3 separate regions of the Mus musculus genome follow, and all the other regions are linked to region 2. A link is a contact called in public HiChIP or PLAC-seq and promoter capture Hi-C data. All regions are on one chromosome and are shown on one strand. Each heading gives the region's core, a stretch centred on a gene start, on an enhancer-like site or on the middle of the called end of the contact. The rest is flanking DNA. Distances are from core to core; before and after follow the strand shown. Region 1 has its middle 28 kb from the start of Ube2q1. Region 2 holds the start of Kcnn3 (potassium intermediate/small conductance calcium-activated channel, subfamily N, member 3). Region 3 holds the start of Pklr (pyruvate kinase liver and red blood cell).

Evidence for each region. HiChIP or PLAC-seq counts read pairs in DNA pulled down with a chosen protein or histone mark. Capture Hi-C pulls out chosen DNA fragments and counts their contacts.
Region 1: a contact with region 2 is called in an H3K27ac HiChIP or PLAC-seq map of embryonic stem cells, with 4 times the contacts expected there. The contact joins the enhancer-like site here to the promoter of Kcnn3 in region 2. A contact is called at or near these places in 3 of 39 promoter capture datasets (embryonic stem cells, hippocampal neurons and stem cell-derived epiblast-like cells) and 6 of 115 datasets of contacts at active chromatin or transcription factors (bone marrow-derived dendritic cells, embryonic stem cells and stem cell-derived neural progenitor cells).
Region 3: a contact with region 2 is called in a promoter capture Hi-C map of liver, with 2.4 times the contacts expected there. The contact joins the promoter of Pklr here to the promoter of Kcnn3 in region 2. A contact is called at or near these places in 3 of 9 other capture datasets (adipose tissue, liver and macrophages).

The regions. Positions count from the first base shown.
Region 1 is chr3:89,799,795-89,803,250 of GRCm38.p6, forward strand. No RefSeq gene overlaps it. Among named protein-coding and RNA genes, the nearest start is that of Ube2q1, 28 kb to the left of the region's middle. Within about 2 kb of position 1,902, at least 68 of the 459 cell types and tissues checked have an H3K27ac peak or open chromatin away from gene starts, as enhancers often do. A contact at or near this core is called in bone marrow-derived dendritic cells, embryonic stem cells and stem cell-derived epiblast-like cells, where this site is marked.
Region 2 is chr3:89,518,449-89,521,992 of GRCm38.p6, forward strand. Kcnn3 (potassium intermediate/small conductance calcium-activated channel, subfamily N, member 3) reads left to right here and starts at 1,716. Exons shown (of 8, transcript NM_080466.2): 1 at 1,716-2,956. The coding sequence starts at 2,021.
Region 3 is chr3:89,134,799-89,137,910 of GRCm38.p6, forward strand. Pklr (pyruvate kinase liver and red blood cell) reads left to right here and starts at 1,344. Exons shown (of 11, transcript NM_013631.2): 1 at 1,344-1,484; 2 at 2,426-2,608. The coding sequence starts at 1,385.

The DNA.
Region 1 (3,456 bases), core at 652-3,151, 280 kb after region 2:
TGAGCTAGAGTCCTGTGGCTTCCCACAGCCAGACCCCCCCACCCGGGACCTCATGGAAAGCATGCAGCAGTTCTTCCGTATCTGCGTGCCCAGAGCACCGGAACTCTGGAAGCACTCACAAGGCAAAGAGTTTCAAGGAAACTCAACCTCCTGGAACCTTGGCATTCTCATAACCTGTATATTCATTCATACCCTATCCCCGCGTTTGTCTGGTGTATGGATGCACGTGCTCTCTTTTAGTATTATTTTATTATAAGTGCCTTTAAAGATTGAATTCTGACATAGCTAAGCCTTCGCCAGTGTTCCAACGTCCCAGAAAATCCTTGAAGCGGACAAACTTGGAATTCAGTAAGAAGGTTACCTATTCTGTAACATTCAAATTTACTCCTAGTAGAGATGGTGAAACTAATTAGGCATTACAAAGAACAGAGCTAGAATAGCTCCAGGGCTGGTCTGCAGGGTGATTACTTAGGACAGTAGCCAGTCTCATCCAGACAAGGGAATACACAATGGTCTAGCTAATAGGTGGGTTTAACATGTAAGAGTTAGGGACTCCCACTGAGACAGGAATCTTCACTACAGCCAGGTATAGCAGGCTACACTGCATGTTAGAAGCAAGTTGGTGAATTCTTCTGACAAATGGAGATTCTCCACAGATACTTAAAACAACAGCCAAGTTAAACTGATACAAGAATTTACCAAGGCCTAGGAAATAGGGGGTTTGTAGTGTTACATTATTCATGAGAAGGTCTGCTAGAGCAGAATCCCCTGGTGCAAGCTTTCACAAGGCTCAAAGGAGTAGCACAAATTGTGACTAGGGTGTGAAATCCTTACCTGTCATTAGCTGACCCTAGACAGGGCTGTTTTATCTTTACTGTAAACATTACCTGGTTCCTGGAAGTCCTTTTGAAGTCATTCCTTTGTTTTGTGTCAGGTAACTTCAATGTGCTTTGCCTGCTGTGACATCCTACCCCTTTGTTTTCTGTATTATATAAGACTGGTGTTCACTTTGTGACAATACATTCAGATTCTACACAACCTCTTGTGTTGATTTTTGTCTGTCATTTGTTGACTCCTTGTCCACATGTAACCAGAGACCGGTTCTACGCAGACAGGGACCAAAAAGGGTCTGCGGCACTTGTGTGAGTGTTGTGGGGGTGGGGTGGGGTGTGTGTGTGTGTGGGGGGTGTAAAACCCAGGGACTTCCCAGAACATTCCAAAGCAAAACTCAATCCCTGAGAGGCACCCTCAGCCTTTCCCCTTTTTTTGTGATAAGGTCTTACTAAGTGGTCCAGGCTGGCCTTGAACTCCTTCTGCAGCTAAAGCTGTCCTTGAACTTGTGCTTCTCTTGCCATAGCCTCTTACGTAGCTAGCATTATAGTCCTGTACCCAAGCACAGCTTATAACATAATTTTTTAATTTTTTCAAACAAAACCATTTTCAATAGCATCATTACTTCTCTCTTTGAATTTATATCTTATTTGTTAATCTACTTTTCAATCCACTCATTAATTTTCAAGCTTCCCTTGTTAAAACTGGGCCTCTCCCCTCATTATGTCTGCTTTCATTATGTGTCAAAAACTTCTCATAAGCTAGAGCCTTTTGTTGTTCTGTTTTAAGTATTTTAACGTTTTTGTTTCATTTCCTTTTTAGCCCATGGGTTGTTGATCTAGGAATATTAGATTCCCAAATGGGTGGGATTCTGTACACCTCTCCTGATGACTTATTCCTAATTTAAAAGCATTAGGAACTCACATCTGACCAAGAGAAATCACGGGGAGATCCGGGGCAGTTTCTGGACCCACATGACTGAATTTAACTCCTCCCACACACAACGCTGAAGTTTGTTGTACAGACTGCAGAGGGCAATTTCCACAGGAAAAGGGCTCTTGAGCTCCACCCTCACAGTGACTTTTAGCCTGGGGACTTTCCCATCCATAGTACAGGCTGGCAGAGCCTATAATGACTACAGAGACCCTTGCAGGACAACAAAAGCAGGTCCAGTAACAGGAATTTGTGGGAGAGTGCTCCAGAGAGAAGGAGCCATAGAGAGGTCCCAAACATCTTGAAATGACCTCTGCTTGGGCCAAATTCTAAGAAATTCAAGTACAGGGCATATTCTAGGAGACCTTTATGAGAACAGATCCAGAGAGAGACAAAGGGCCTGAGCCAGTCAGTATGCAGCACTAAGGACACTGTGTGGCTGGCTATAGGAAGCAAAGCACCCTGAACTACTCCATCTGAGACTCCAGAGAGCCCAAGCTACGAGCTCAGACTGACCATAGGCATCCTGACAGCAAGTGCTCCACCCAAATGGATGGGAGTGGGCATGGGAAGTGTGAGACAGGGTCTCACTATGTAGCTCTGGCTGGTCTGGAACTCAACTATGGTGGACCAGACTGGCCTCAAACCTCAGAGAAAGCCCCAGCCCCTGACCCCGCCCCTGCAGCCCTGAGATCCAAGGCGTGTGCCACTATTCCTGACTTTGCTTTCCAGTACTGGGGGCTAAACCCAGGGCATAGAATTCTTCTCTTACTTATTATGTTGAAAGCGGGCTTCCATGAGATGCCCAAACTGGTCTTGAACTCATTCTGTAATCCAGGTATTCTTTTAAAGAAAACCTTGTTTGTTTGGCGTGTGTGTGTGTGTGTGTGTGTGTGTGTGTGTGTGTGTGTGTGTGTATGTGTCCGTCCGTCCGTCCATGCATGGCCCACCACTTACTTGCATGTGGGAGGCAGAGAACAACTTCTAGGAGTCAGTCAAGGGGAGATCCAGGGCAGTTTCTGGACCCACGTGACAGAATTTGACTCAGGAGTAGCTGTGCCTCAGGAACTAGAAGTAAATATTTTTTAACCATAAATAGCCTATTTGTAACTTTGTGTTTCTTTAATACACACCACCCTCAAAACTCAAAGAACTTTTATTACTTGGAAATAAAAATGAGGCTAGGCATGTGTCTGAAATTCCAGCAGTGGGGAGACTGAGTTCAAGGTCAGTTTGGACTACATAGTGAGACCCTGTCCTGAAGAGAGGTCACACTCAGAGGTAGCTAAGTCTGAGAGAGCTCTATAGCCTATCTCAGGTAAGAAAACAGCACAAGGACAGACGCCCCTGGCCACAGGACATTGGCACTAGGACCCGATGGAGCCGACCCCCTTGGCTGCTAAGCCAGAGGGTTAAAGGTGGCGTGGCGCGTTCCGAGATGCCACTTTGCCAAGTGTTTCACCTACACCATCCACATACCAACCAGAGTGGACAGAGGGGGAGCAGCTTTCCAAACCAGACAAGGAAGTAGTCACTGCGGCGCCCCCTGTTTCGGACTCTGCAGACACGGAGAGGGCTGTGTAGTTCTTTAGAAGGGGGAGAACCCCCTCCCCCTCAGCAGCGGGGAGAAAGAGAGCAAGAGGCATCGCTCACAGTGAGCCTGAGGCCTCGGACCCCAGCCAGTCAACCCGA
Region 2 (3,544 bases), core at 466-2,965:
AGGCTTGTACCAGGGCGTGTGCACATGAGTGCATGTGTGTGTGTGTGTATGTACACATTGCTCCATCATCATTGATAGCAATCTTGTGCAAGATTGATTGTCATTATCAGGTAGCTGAGGGTGTGGTTTATGGTGCAAGCAGTTTACTCTCAGTCTTCATAGCAGCTTGCAGAGGCGAGGACTGGTATGCAGAGGGCACTCAGCTCATTGGTGGGAACTCTACCATGCTCCCTGGCATGGCGATTTGATGCTTGCTATTCAGGGGGAAAGCTCTGGAAGCATGATGGGTGTGTGTGAGCAAGTGTGTGCTCATACCTGTACACGGGTGTGACCACACACATGCATCTGGATATGTGTACTTCCACACTTATCTAGGGGAGACACTAGACAGAGGCCTGAGGATGGTGGGGAGCTGGGAAGTGGATAGGAAGATGCTCCCTCTTAGAGCCCAGGTGTGCCTAGAGGAATTCATAGCACTCCCCCCCCCAATTGCTAAGGCTGTCCCAATTAAAAATGGAAATAAATTCATCTCTGGTCTTGTCCCCTTGGAGAGTCTTCTGCACACAGTGGGAGTCTAATAAATACTTTATGAGGAGGAGTCTGAACCAGGGAAGCCAGCAGCTGTTTCCAGCTCTGACTCTCAGAGACCCATGGGGCAGATCAGACATGGAGCCACTGGGATTTCCAGTCGTCCTCATCGACCCTGAGGTGACTCCAGACCCAGCTGTTCTGGAAGAGGCTGGATCCAGGTTACTAAAACATCCTGCTTTGGGGAAGTTGGCTCTTCCTTGACAGATTCTCTTTGGCCCTTTCCCATCCATCATGTGGATACTATTTATTGAACAGCCACTGTGTGTTGATCATCATGGGGGGGGGGGAGCATCTAGGCAGCGGAAGAAGAGTGGTGGACTCAGGCTGATCTCTGCTCAAATCCTAGTGCCTTTAATTACAAGCTGGGTGACAAGAGCCATATTTCTTATCTGCGTGTGAGTGGGCTTCTTTTCTTTCCTTTTTCCTTCTTTTATTTCTTTTTTTAGGATGATGACGTCACTTCATAGGGTTGATGTGAGGATTGGAAATAACAGAGGCTCCTGTACACAGCGCAGGTGCTCTGACAGTGGTAGGTAGGTGAGCTTCTCCCTGTCAGGAGTGGGTCCCTTCTGCTTCTGTCAGTTTATGCTCAATGCCTCCCGGTGTTAATTTTCTTTGTAAAATATGAGCACAGTCCCTATCCCCTTGGGCTTTTGGAAGATGTACCTGGAATCCAATGTGTAAAACAACCTGTACAGATACTGGCTATTAATCAACGTTTGTCCTCCGGTCCCGGTTTCCCCAGCATGGTGACAGCTTCCCCTTTAGGGTGCTCTCGATCCCTTCCTTTCATCGCCCCAGCGCCAACATTCAGCCGGGATTGCTGTGGGCATCAGTATCCTGACCGTACCTTTCAGAGGAAAGAAGGCAGGTGCTCAGCTTGCGGGTGGAGTGTGGAGGGGTTGGAGTGGTAGTGGTCTTGGAGCAAAAACTACAGTTCCCAGCCCTCGTTGCGCTGCCACCCGGCGAGGAGCGAAGGATGGCAGGCCCCTTCTTGGAGGCGGAGCCTGAGAGGGAGGCGGAGTTTGGAGGGGTTGGAGAGTTAAGCCAAGCCAATGAAACCGCTGGCTAATAAGTGGGCTTGGCTTGCCATATAACAGTGTCAGGAGGAGGAGAGCGAAGCTATTGAGCCAGCGAGGAGTGAAGCTGAGTCTGCTTCATACACTCCTAGAGGACCGCCTTCAGAATAGAGTTCTTTTCGCCCCTTCCTCCTTCCCCCGGCTCCTCTCCTGGCTTTTCTACCCGCCCAATACAATGCATACTCGAGTGGCAGCCCCAGAGAACTGAAGCAAACCAAAGAGAGAGGACTGGAGCCAAGACACTTCTGGTGGGGAATCTTGGATGCCTGGCTTTCTTTGAGGTCATCTTTGGAACGAGGGTGGCTTTGGGGTGGAGGGTCGTGCTGCAGGGAACTCAGCCAGGCCCCAAGATGGACACTTCTGGGCACTTCCATGACTCGGGGGTGGGGGACCTGGATGAAGACCCCAAGTGTCCCTGTCCATCTTCTGGGGACGAGCAACAGCAGCAGCAGCAACCGCCACCACCGCCAGCGCCACCAGCAGTCCCCCAGCAGCCTCCGGGACCCTTGCTGCAGCCTCAGCCTCCGCAGCCTCAGCAGCAACAGTCGCAGCAGCAGCAGCAGCAGCAGTCGCAGCAGCAGCAGCAGCAGGCTCCACTGCACCCCCTGCCTCAGCTTGCCCAACTCCAGAGCCAGCTTGTCCATCCTGGTCTGTTGCACTCTTCTCCCACGGCGTTCAGGGCCCCCACTTCAGCCAACTCTACCGCCATCCTCCACCCTTCCTCCAGGCAAGGCAGCCAGCTAAATCTCAATGACCACTTGCTTGGCCACTCTCCAAGTTCCACAGCCACAAGTGGGCCCGGTGGAGGCAGCCGGCACCGGCAGGCCAGCCCCCTGGTGCACCGGCGGGACAGCAATCCCTTCACGGAGATAGCTATGAGCTCCTGCAAATACAGCGGTGGGGTCATGAAGCCCCTCAGCCGCCTCAGCGCCTCTCGGAGAAACCTTATCGAGGCTGAGCCTGAGGGCCAACCCCTCCAGCTCTTCAGTCCCAGCAACCCCCCAGAGATTATCATCTCCTCCAGGGAGGATAACCATGCCCACCAGACTCTGCTCCATCACCCCAACGCTACCCACAACCACCAGCATGCCGGCACCACGGCCGGCAGCACCACCTTCCCCAAAGCCAACAAGCGGAAAAACCAAAACATTGGCTATAAGCTGGGACACAGGAGGGCCCTGTTTGAAAAGAGAAAGCGACTGAGTGACTATGCTCTGATTTTTGGGATGTTTGGAATTGTTGTTATGGTGATAGAGACCGAACTGTCTTGGGGTTTGTACTCAAAGGTAGGGACTGTGGTTTCTCTTTATACATTCAACAAAAGGAGTATGTAGACGAGAGAGAGAGAGAGAGAGAGAGAGAGAGAGAGAGAGAGAGAGAGATTGATTTTGAGAGATTTCCTAACTTCCCATGTTTTTCTTCCATGGTCCTGTGAGAATTCCTTTCTTGCTTCCCTTTGTGGGGACATCCCCACACACTGTGTCTAATGTGCAGACTCTGTGTTTGGGAGGATTAAAGAATCCCTTCTGAGAAATCGCTCTTTTCCTCCGGGCTCACGCGTACTAAAGCATAACCCAGCAGCTTAACGCACCAATTAATTACACTCTGCCTTGATGTGTTTGCCAGTTCCTGCTACTTCCCTCCTCGCCTCCCCTCCCTGCTCCACTCCATTCCCCCCCCCCCATAAAAAAGAAATAAATGTCTGGGTGGGGGTGGGGATCCTGTACCGTTCCCCAGCTCCCCCCCCCCTTCCCAAGTTTCTATTTCCCTTCTCTTCCCAGAGAGACTCCAGGGTAAAATGGAGATGTTCCCGAGTCTCTCCCAAGGGCACCGGGTTAAAAATATAGGTGGAGGAAATCAGCAGTCTCTTCCCT
Region 3 (3,112 bases), core at 94-2,593, 380 kb before region 2:
ATAGCTTAAGCATAATCACATTAAAGAAAGCCTCATCTTATTTAAGAGGTGCCTAAGATACACCACTGTCCCACCCGGCCACCCTGCCCAGTCCTATGATCCATGCCTGACACCCCTTACCCAGTTTAAAGTATTTATTTATTTGCTAGTAGTCTGTCATTTCCCCACACACACTATATTAAAACCCATGGAGGGCGAAGGTTCCATCTTTCTATCTGCTTGACTCCCACTGTATCCTCCAGGGTTGTCACTGGCCATTGTCATTGTCATAGTGTCATGGAAGCCTTCCTAGAGAATCCCACTGTTCTAGCAACTTTGCTGAACTTGTAAAGTCACCCAAGAATGGGGTCAAGAGAATCCCCAGTCTAGGGTCATCTGGGATATGGAAAAAAAGTAAGTGCCAGGTGGCCCGTCTGTTGGTTGGGGTAGTTATAGGGAATTTTGACAGCAGGACTGCAGCTTATGCTCATGGTGGTCAGCAAGGCAAGGTCACTCTCCCTGGTGCCTTGGTAAAAAGTGAGTTGGGTGCGATGTCCCCACGATGGCTGAAGAACTCCCCTGTGCTCAGGCTTCCTGTGTTTACTAATATGGTTCGTCAACATCAATCTAAACAAGTTTATCAATTAGTGCCTAGAACTGTTTATAGTTTCATCTTTGGATTCACAGAGGAACAGATGCGAGAAACTGAGATACCCTCTAACGTCTATCAAAGGGTTCCCCTCTGCCAGGTGGTGGTGGCGCACGCCTTTAATCCCAGCACTTGGGAGGCAGAGGCAAGCAGATTTCTGCGTTCGAGGCCAGCCTGGTCTACACAGAGAAACCCTGTCTAGAAGAGAAAAGGAAAGGAAAGGAAAGGGAAGGGAAGGGAAGGGAAGGGAAGGGAAGGGAAGGGAAGGGAAGGGAAGGGAAGGGAAGGGAAGGGAAGAGAAGAGAAGAGAAGAGAAGAGAAGAGAAGAGAAGAGAAGAGAAGAGAAGAGAAGAGAAGAGAAGAGAAGAGAAGAGAAAAAAAAGTTCCTCCCTCTTTTCCACAATCTAGTCCCCACATTCAAGCTCTTGCTCTGAGAATATACCTAAGATTCTTGTCAATAAAATACAAAGAGAAAAGGATTGTATCACTGGCGATGAACTAGTCTCTATTGAAGCTGATGGACTGACAGTATGAATGGACTAAAAATTGACCAGGAAAAACGGATGACCTAGGGGAAGGGAAGATGTGGGGACTGACAACCGACAGCCCTCCAGAAGGGACTCTGTGTGGGGATGGGGCTGCCTACTGGGTGTGCCTCTTTTCTATTCTCTGGCTCCTGCAGATAAGACCAGCAGTTAGGGTACACTCTCCTCCCAGTCTGTGGTTCTTGCAGCCCCAGTCCCACACTTTGGAAGCATGTCTGTCCAAGAGAACGAGCTACCCCAGCAGCTCTGGCCCTGGATCTTTAAGTCCCAAAAAGACTTAGCAAAGTCTGCTTTAAGTGGGGCTCCAGGAGGTAAGAAGAGGAAGGGAAGCCACTGAACAGAGAGGAGAATTAGGGTAGAATCAGTGTTGGGGGTGGAGGCCTTGGGGGAAGGATGCCCACTACAGCCTCTGTTAAATTTGATTTGAGCCTTTGATCCAGGCTCTGCAGACAGGCCAAAGGGGATCCGGCAGCATGGACGCCACGGGGCACTCCCGTGGTTCCTGGACTCTGGCCCCCAGTGTACAAGGCTTCCATTGGCAAGAGAGATGCTAGCTGGTTATACTTTAACCAGGACTGATCTCGTCTGTGCCAGGCCCCATCCCACTGACAAAGGCAGAGTATAAAGCAGACCCACAGACACAGCAGGTACGCAGCAGTATGGAAGGTGCTCTACTGAGCCGGGCTGGGTCAAGCTACGGGGGTTTCCCCCACAAGGGGGCAGGCAGGGGATAGAGCCGCACTGTATAGATGGAGGGAACTTGGAGGGGAGGGAAGTGGGGAAGCCAGAGAGTTGCCTGGAGCTAGAAGGAAGTAAACAAGGAAAAGTAACAGAGAGATTCCAGGCCTAGAGAATGAGATGCCTTGAGACTTGAGGGAGGCTTCTGGGGGTGCTGAGGCTGAGTGGTCTGCTGGGGGGCGGGGTGGGGGAGGGTCTCGGTAACTGGGTCCGTAAGGACTCAGCTTTGAGCTAGACCTAGATTTGAATCATCTTCCTTGGAAGATGCCCTTTTCTTAGACAGTGCATTTTCTCTCTCCGTCTTTTTCCTTCCTTGTAAAGTTGGGAAAGAGCACATCTAACAGCCTGCTCCATAGAACCCTGGAGACTAAACAAAGTAATGTGTGACACTCAGATTGAAGGAAGGCCTCCTCACACAGACCGGAGGGCTGAATAGACACAGGGTGCACTGGCAGGAAGCACATGGGGGATAGGCGATTGTCTGTGCAGGATCCTGAGTCCCCATCTACCGCAGGGCCAGCAGGATACCTGAGACGTGCCAGTGTGGCCCAGCTGACCCAGGAGCTGGGCACTGCCTTCTTCCAGCAGCAGCAACTGCCCGCAGCTATGGCGGACACCTTCCTGGAACACCTCTGCCTTCTGGATATCGACTCAGAGCCTGTGGCCGCTAGGAGCACCAGCATCATTGCCACCATCGGTAAGACCACCCAACCCTGGGCCGCCACACTGGGCCGCCTGCATGACTCTGGTGTCTCCTTACTGTGCTATCTTTGCCATGGTCATTCATTCAACAAATATTTGTGAGATTTGCAGGTGTTGTTGTTGTTGCGGGTGTTGTTGTATTTGCTTCTTTTTCTTTTTCTTTTTTTTTTCTGAGACAGAATCTTCTTATGTTGTAGCTCTGGCTGTTGGGCAGGCAGGTCTCAAACTCAGAAATCCACCTACCTTTGCCTCCTGAGAGCTGGGCCGGGTTAAAGGTATGTGCCACCTTGCTCCACTTGAGGCTGGGTCTTTAAGACAGGGTCTCGGGTAGCCTTGGATAGTTTCAAGCTTATTATGTAGCCCATATTATATTGTCTTAGCCTAATGAGATCATAAGTATGTAATACCACACCCAGCTTAACAAATGCTCGTTGAGCCAGGTAGCAGTGGCGCACGCCTTTAATCCCAGCACTTGGGAGGCAGAGGCAGGAAGATTTCT